Regions from separate parts of the Hordeum vulgare genome. Here region 1 is linked to region 2. Evidence: chromatin contacts called from public Hi-C data. All regions are on one chromosome and are shown on one strand. Each heading gives the region's core, a stretch centred on a gene start, on an enhancer-like site or on the middle of the called end of the contact. The rest is flanking DNA. Distances are from core to core; before and after follow the strand shown.

Region 1 (3,059 bases), core at 271-2,770, 740 kb before region 2:
TAATATTAAATAAAAATATGATATTTCATTTAGCGATGAACCTAATCACAATAATTTGGTATTATCGATTTTGATATATTTACCTACAAATTTAATAGGTTTGATATTTAAAAAAATATTACATATTATATTTTAAAACAGAGTGATCAGGTTTTTTTTATCTAATGGCGTAGCAAAGCGCGTCCAGTCCTTCTAGTATATATTAAAATCCATACGTATATTATTTTCACACAAACCCGAGATTGCTCTCTGAAGAAGAGACACGATATTTTAGGAAAAAAACAAATGGTGTTTCCTACAATGCTATTGCCTTTGAAGAAATTTCTCTTTTGCCCCAAAAGAATAAGAAAAAAAACACTTGTCTATGAACTTCCTTTCATGTAATCCTATGAACCAAATGGTAAAGGTAGATTGTTGTTTCTCCTTCTTCTTATTCAAGTTACAATCCTTTATTTTTCCACCAAAATTCAATTCTTTGTTCCTGATGAGGTGCGAAAGGCCACCTCTATTCCCAAGGTTGTGAGTGAATCACCAGGAAGCATGAGGCAGGGCAGGCATGAGAATGGCATTGCAAAAAAAAAATCAAAATATATTTAGATATTTCAAAAAATGTCAAACTTTTTTCGACAAACACATATGCATATCCTTGAAGTATGTATAAAATTTCATTATCTAATTTAATTATCTGCATACTACACAAAAAAGACAAATATATAGCCCAGATACAACAAAGGAAAAGCCCATTTTAACATGTGTATTTGTCTTTTTTGTGTACATCACATGAATATATATGTTCATGAAATTGGGTACATGTATACCATAAATATATGTCTACACGTGTACTTGTTTCAGATTTTTTTTGAGGTGCTAAAAAAGTATTTCGGCTGAAAAAAATGTAACGAGCTCACACTGGGGCTCGGCCTCTGCAGCAGGCACTTTTCGGGCAGGCATGCGTTACAAACTGTCCTTTCCGTGCCCGAGGAAAAAGGCACACGCAGAGGTAGGTGGGACCACGGTGAGCAGCAGCTCAGCAAGCAAGGACGGTTTGCATAAAGGCGTCCAGATTATTCAGAATTGAAACCCACTCACCCACCCACCCACCCCTAACGTACCGTATATTTTCCGTAAGGCCCCTCAAGATCAATCCTAGTTACTACAGTAGTTGAAGAAGAGTTTGAGAGCTAAAGCGTTCCATCTGGAGTGGCCTTGCCAAATCCATCCGCGTTCTCAGCATTTACCGAATACGGAATACTTCCTTCGTCCCAAATGTTTTATCTTAAGTTTGTTTAAAAATAAATGTATCTAAATAATAGAATATGACTAGGTACGTTTATATTTAGATGATGGGAGTACAATTTGTGACCGCTCCTTTACTTTTTAATGAGGGATTAGAAATCTAAATGGGGAAATGGCAGGGGCTATACTGCAATTGTCAGCTCTGCTCACTCACCTCACTAGGAGATAGACTGATTTTTTTTTCTTAAAAAGAAAACTAGGAGATGGACTGATGGAGAGAGGGAGAGTGTGATGAGTCCATGACGGCATGACCTTTGGTCCATGGGAAGGGAGTACAAGAAGCACAAGGCAGCGAAAGCAGGGGCGTTTACACCACCACCTAGGCTAGGCTAGGCTAGGACACCAAGAAACAGGGGAGGGGAGGGGAGGGCCTATGGCGCTGTAGCTAGCTCAGGGGGGCAGCGAGCAATGGCGGGGGGATGCGGCGGCGAAGGCACGCTGGCGAGGTGGCGGAGGGCGGCGGCCAAGCGGATCGGCCTCTCCTGCGCCTCCTTCTTCTCCTCCCACGCCGCCTCTCCCTCCCCGCCGCCTCCCAAGACCGTAATACTCTCCCTCTCCCTCTCTACATTTCATCAGAGAAGCTCCGTTTCTTCGCTTCCAACCTTTTTAGATAGATAAGTTTTGGTTTCTAGCCATCTCATCGGTTTGTGAGTCATGACCTGCTGCTTTTGGTTTCTTCTCTGATTCTCTCTCTCTCACACACGTCAGTAAGTAAGCAGGCGGTTCCATGTTCCTTTCTTGATCTTGGGTTCTGAAAACGATTTCTGGTGTTCTGCACTTGTTTCTCAAATCTCAACGGGAGGAGAGGAATTTTGCAAATGCCCCTCCTCTCCTAGCTTCTTTCGGTCATCTTCTCTCCTAGAAAATTTTCTGACGGAGCTCGGTAGATACCCAAGTTTAAACCGAGTTGAATCAACAGGAGCACGGCTGTCGCATCTTCTTCTCCTTCCTATTCCAACAGTAGCGCGTGCCCAACCATGTGTTCTAGGTACTGTCCACTCATTTATGGAAATGATTGTTCTAGCCCTCTCCCATTCCATCTTTGTACCACCAGCACCTTGGGAATTTTTTTGCTGTGGTCCATTTACAGCCCCCCACCAAAAATAGATCTAGGCGCCCCACTGAAATTTTGTATCTACGAAAAAGTTGTGTCTCAATTTATTCTGCATCCAATGGCCATTTCGTTTCAGTTCTCTGACTGCAATCTTTGGTCCGTTGATGGTTGCTGCAGCCCGCACTGCACGGGACACACGGACCATATTTTGTCTTCGCTGATTTTTAATTCATTTTGCCCATCCATGTTTCTCTCCTCTTCCAACATGTTCTTTTTCTCAGTGTGTGTGTGTGTGTGTGTGTGTGTGTGTGTGTGTTTGTGCGTGTTTTCTTGGAACTGAGCAATTGTCTCTAGCTATTATCCACTTTCTGGTGTATCTCTACACCAGGCTCAAAATAAAAAAAATGTTTCTCCAGTAACTTGACTGTTAGCAGGATGCTAATGTTTCAGCATTGTACTTGTTTAGATAAGATGTACTACATGGGCAGTTGGTGGCTATGCGCGTGTGTACGGTTTCTCTTTGAACCAACATCTTTCTCCATATCTGTCTGGATCTTAAATACACTACTTTAGTGATCTAAATGCTCTTATATTTGTTTACGGAGGTACTAGCATTCATAGGTAAATGGAAAAATGAGGTGTAAAACACAGTAGAGGATACATACAGAGTGGCTAACAGTCAAGATTGTTGTTAAATTTGCTACTCGTA
Region 2 (3,282 bases), core at 782-3,281:
GACCTTAGCCTTTACTGATTGTTACTTCCCTGTAGTGTGAAGGGCAATTTGGAAGCAGGAGAACTGAGCACTATCCATGGTACTTGGAAGTTGGCAATCATACACACATAGGGCCATTGGAAACACAGGAGCACTGAGCACTATCCATGGTAGTTGGTACACGCACATGTTGTTCTTTGTTATTTCTTGTCACAATCTCTGCTTTGTAAACCGATTCACCTAGACTTTAGAGAGATATCCCCTGGAAAGTCAATATCAGTAAGCATTAAGATTCTAAGTTGTAAACACAAACAGTATCAGTAGATGGATATTGTCACAAATGCCATCCTGATCCCATGGTTATAAAGTACATATTTTCAGCTCCATTTGTCATCACGAATTCATGATCAGTAGATGCATATTGTCTTGTCACAAAACCTGTAACATGATATGTGGGCCAAAAGATAAAAGAAAGTATGGTAGAATTAGCAGGGTGGTGTCGTATCTTATAGATTCCACAGAACAAGTGTGTAAAAGCAGCGTAGATTACTGAAAAATAACACTCCCTTCTTCCTATATATGACAGCAAAACTGAACTGAACCCCTAAACAGATTGAGAAGATGAACACAGATAGAAAGGGGACTACATCAGCTTCGTGCTATCATGTCGTCTACGTACGGTGACCACTGATCCTCATCAAACCCATCTAATCATCCAGAAAAGCACCTTTATCCAAACCCCAATGGTCTTCAATTAGGCAACACGTGAAGATGCAGACAGAAGCATCCACCACTATGCCCCGTACCTTGTAATCCCGGCTGCATCCAACCAACTGGAAAATCGAGCAAACAAAATCAAAACACAAAGGAAGGAAGGAAGTAGGAGGGAGCAAATAGAATGTACCAGTCCGTTAGGAGACGGTCGCATCAGTCGAACAAAATCAAACCCCAACAGGACAGGTCAAATAGCAAGTTAGCGATGGCACCGACATAGTCCACCCCACCGCAACGGCCGTACATAGGAAGCGGCGCCAGCACCGTCCACACCATCAAAACAACCATATAGAAGGAGCCGCGAGAACCTACGACCAGGACGGCCAGCGACGACAAACCCTAATGGGAGACGGTCGGTGCGGTCGGTGGAGAAGCGACGTGATTTGCGGGTGCGCATCCTTGGGCCGTGGCCGAGCAGATGCAAAGAAGGGGCATGAGGATAGGAGATGGCAGATGGGGGCGGAACGACGACGACATGGAAGTGGTGGCGGCGGCCCCTTTCTATTGTGCCATCCCCCTCTCCCGATCTCTTGTGTGTAGCCGAAAGAAGAAAGCGGTGGCCTCGTAGGTCAATAAAGTTGATGCTGTAAAAAAAACAGAACACGTGCCGTGCTCTCGTTATAGGAGTAAGGCAAAGACGTGTGAAGCCCGTGAGAGGCCATGCTCAATACTTGGAATGAACAACATGAGAGCTTGCTTAGTAACTATAATATATTGTATTATTAGGTGTGAGCTTACGAAAAATCCCGAGGAATTAGGACGGAAAAGACATCCCAACCCTTTACTTTGTCTATTTCCTTTGATTTGAAAATTCTGTAGACCGAATGAGCCACGAAATGGTGTTTGTTTTTCACGAAGTTGGAACAGAAAAAAAAACAGGACTAAAGTTGAGGTCCGGAGCAACTGGCAGTCCGCCCGAGAACCCAGAAGAAGACGCATGGTGAGCTGGCGCGGCGGTCTCGCAGATCCCGCCCCTCCTACTATGGGCCCACCATGCCAGGTTTTTCCCGCACCGGGACCCGCCCACCCCTCGGAGCCCTCGCCGGGCAGGTTCCACCCAACAACCCCTCCACTCCACCGCATCGCGCGACATCCCACGGCCGTCCGCCCGGCGCACCGTGCACCGGCTCCACCCGGCAGCCGGCCAATGCCAGGTCAATCGCCCGGGCCCGCCTGTCACTCTAGCAGACGCTCCCCCCCGCCGGTGCCAGGTCAGCCCGGCATCGGGCCGCCGCTCCTTAAAACCCTTCGCCCACCAACCCACTCTCTCTCATCTCACCAGACCGCACCACCCCCTCCTCGTGCCCTCCGCCGCCGCCGCAGCAGCCTCCGCCTCGGCCTCGAGGCCTCCGCCGCTCCCCCCCGCGCGGCCAGGGCCCCAGAAGCTTCTGGAACACCCCGCCCCCCGCCGCAATGCAGAGCGCGGCGGCCATCGGGCTCATCCGGCCATGCGCCGCGCGGCCCATCCTCAAGAGCCCCAGCCCCGGGGCCGCCCGCCTCCCGGCCTCCCGCGTGGCCCTCCGGCTCTCCGCCGCGGCGCCCCGCGCGCGCCTCGTGGCCGCGGCGGGGCTCGGCCGCATCGGGCTCGTGCCGGCGTCGCCCGAGCAGGAGAAGAGGAGCGGCGGCCTCGTGGCCGCCGCGGCCGCCGGGAAGGCGGCGCCGGGCGAGGAGGCCGGGGAGGAAAGCGGAGCGGCGCTCGCCAAGACGCTCCAGCTCGGCGTCTTCTTCGGGCTCTGGTACCTCTTCAACATCTACTTCAACATCTACAACAAACAGGTGAGCTGCCACGCCTTTTGTTTGCACCAACAGGTTGCTTTCCTGTCGAGTGCAAGGCTATATCTTCTAGTCCTCCGTAGTTTACCGAGCGCGCCTTAGTTCGATCTCATCAATTGGCCTGGAAATCGGCTACTTTGGGTGCAAATCCACGTGTTTTTTCGGTTGTTTTGGCGCGTTCGTAGTCTCGTACAGACAGATCTCTGCAACTACTCCGCATCTCTCCAATTCGGATCATCGCGAGTGGCATTGCATGTAAATTCCTCTGCCAGATCTTTATTTCCGTTACTGTTTTTTCCGGTGGCTGCTCATGCAGTTCCTTGTACTCGTCTGACCGAGTGGTCTTTTGATGAATCATCCTTAGATTCAGTGAAATCTAACTGAACTAAGCATGTTGAAAATACCATTTTGCTTCATATTTTGTGATTTGTTTTCGTGAAGATTCAGTGAAATCTAACTGAACTAAGCATGTCGAAAATACCATTTTGCTTCATATTTTGTGATTTGTTTTCGTGAAGATTCAGTGAAATCTAACTGAACTAAGCATGTCGAAAATACCATTTTGCTTCATATTTTGTGATTTGTTTTCGTGAACATCATTGATTACATAAACCTACAACAGACCACCGAATAACGTATTAAACTTGAATTGCCTTTTCTGATCAACATTTACTGCAAGTGCATAAATTTGTAAGGCCGCACACCAGAACCCAGGATCGGTAGAAGCAAATAATTCCTATCATATCAGGGTCCTTC

The links. Hi-C and Micro-C count contacts between places; a contact is called where the count stands out from the background.
Region 1: a contact with region 2 is called in a Hi-C map of leaf, with 4 times the contacts expected there. The contact joins the promoter of LOC123398370 here to the promoter of LOC123451864 in region 2. A contact is called at or near these places in 3 of 6 Hi-C or Micro-C datasets (leaf and seedling).

What each region holds. Positions count from the first base shown.
Region 1 is chr5H:380,941,310-380,944,368 of MorexV3_pseudomolecules_assembly, reverse strand. LOC123398370 (probable E3 ubiquitin-protein ligase WAVH2) reads left to right here and starts at 1,520. Exons shown (of 3, transcript XM_045092846.1): 1 at 1,520-1,836. The coding sequence starts at 1,705.
Region 2 is chr5H:380,197,313-380,200,594 of MorexV3_pseudomolecules_assembly, reverse strand. LOC123451864 (phosphoenolpyruvate/phosphate translocator 1, chloroplastic-like) reads left to right here and starts at 2,031. Exons shown (of 9, transcript XM_045128408.1): 1 at 2,031-2,529. The coding sequence starts at 2,167.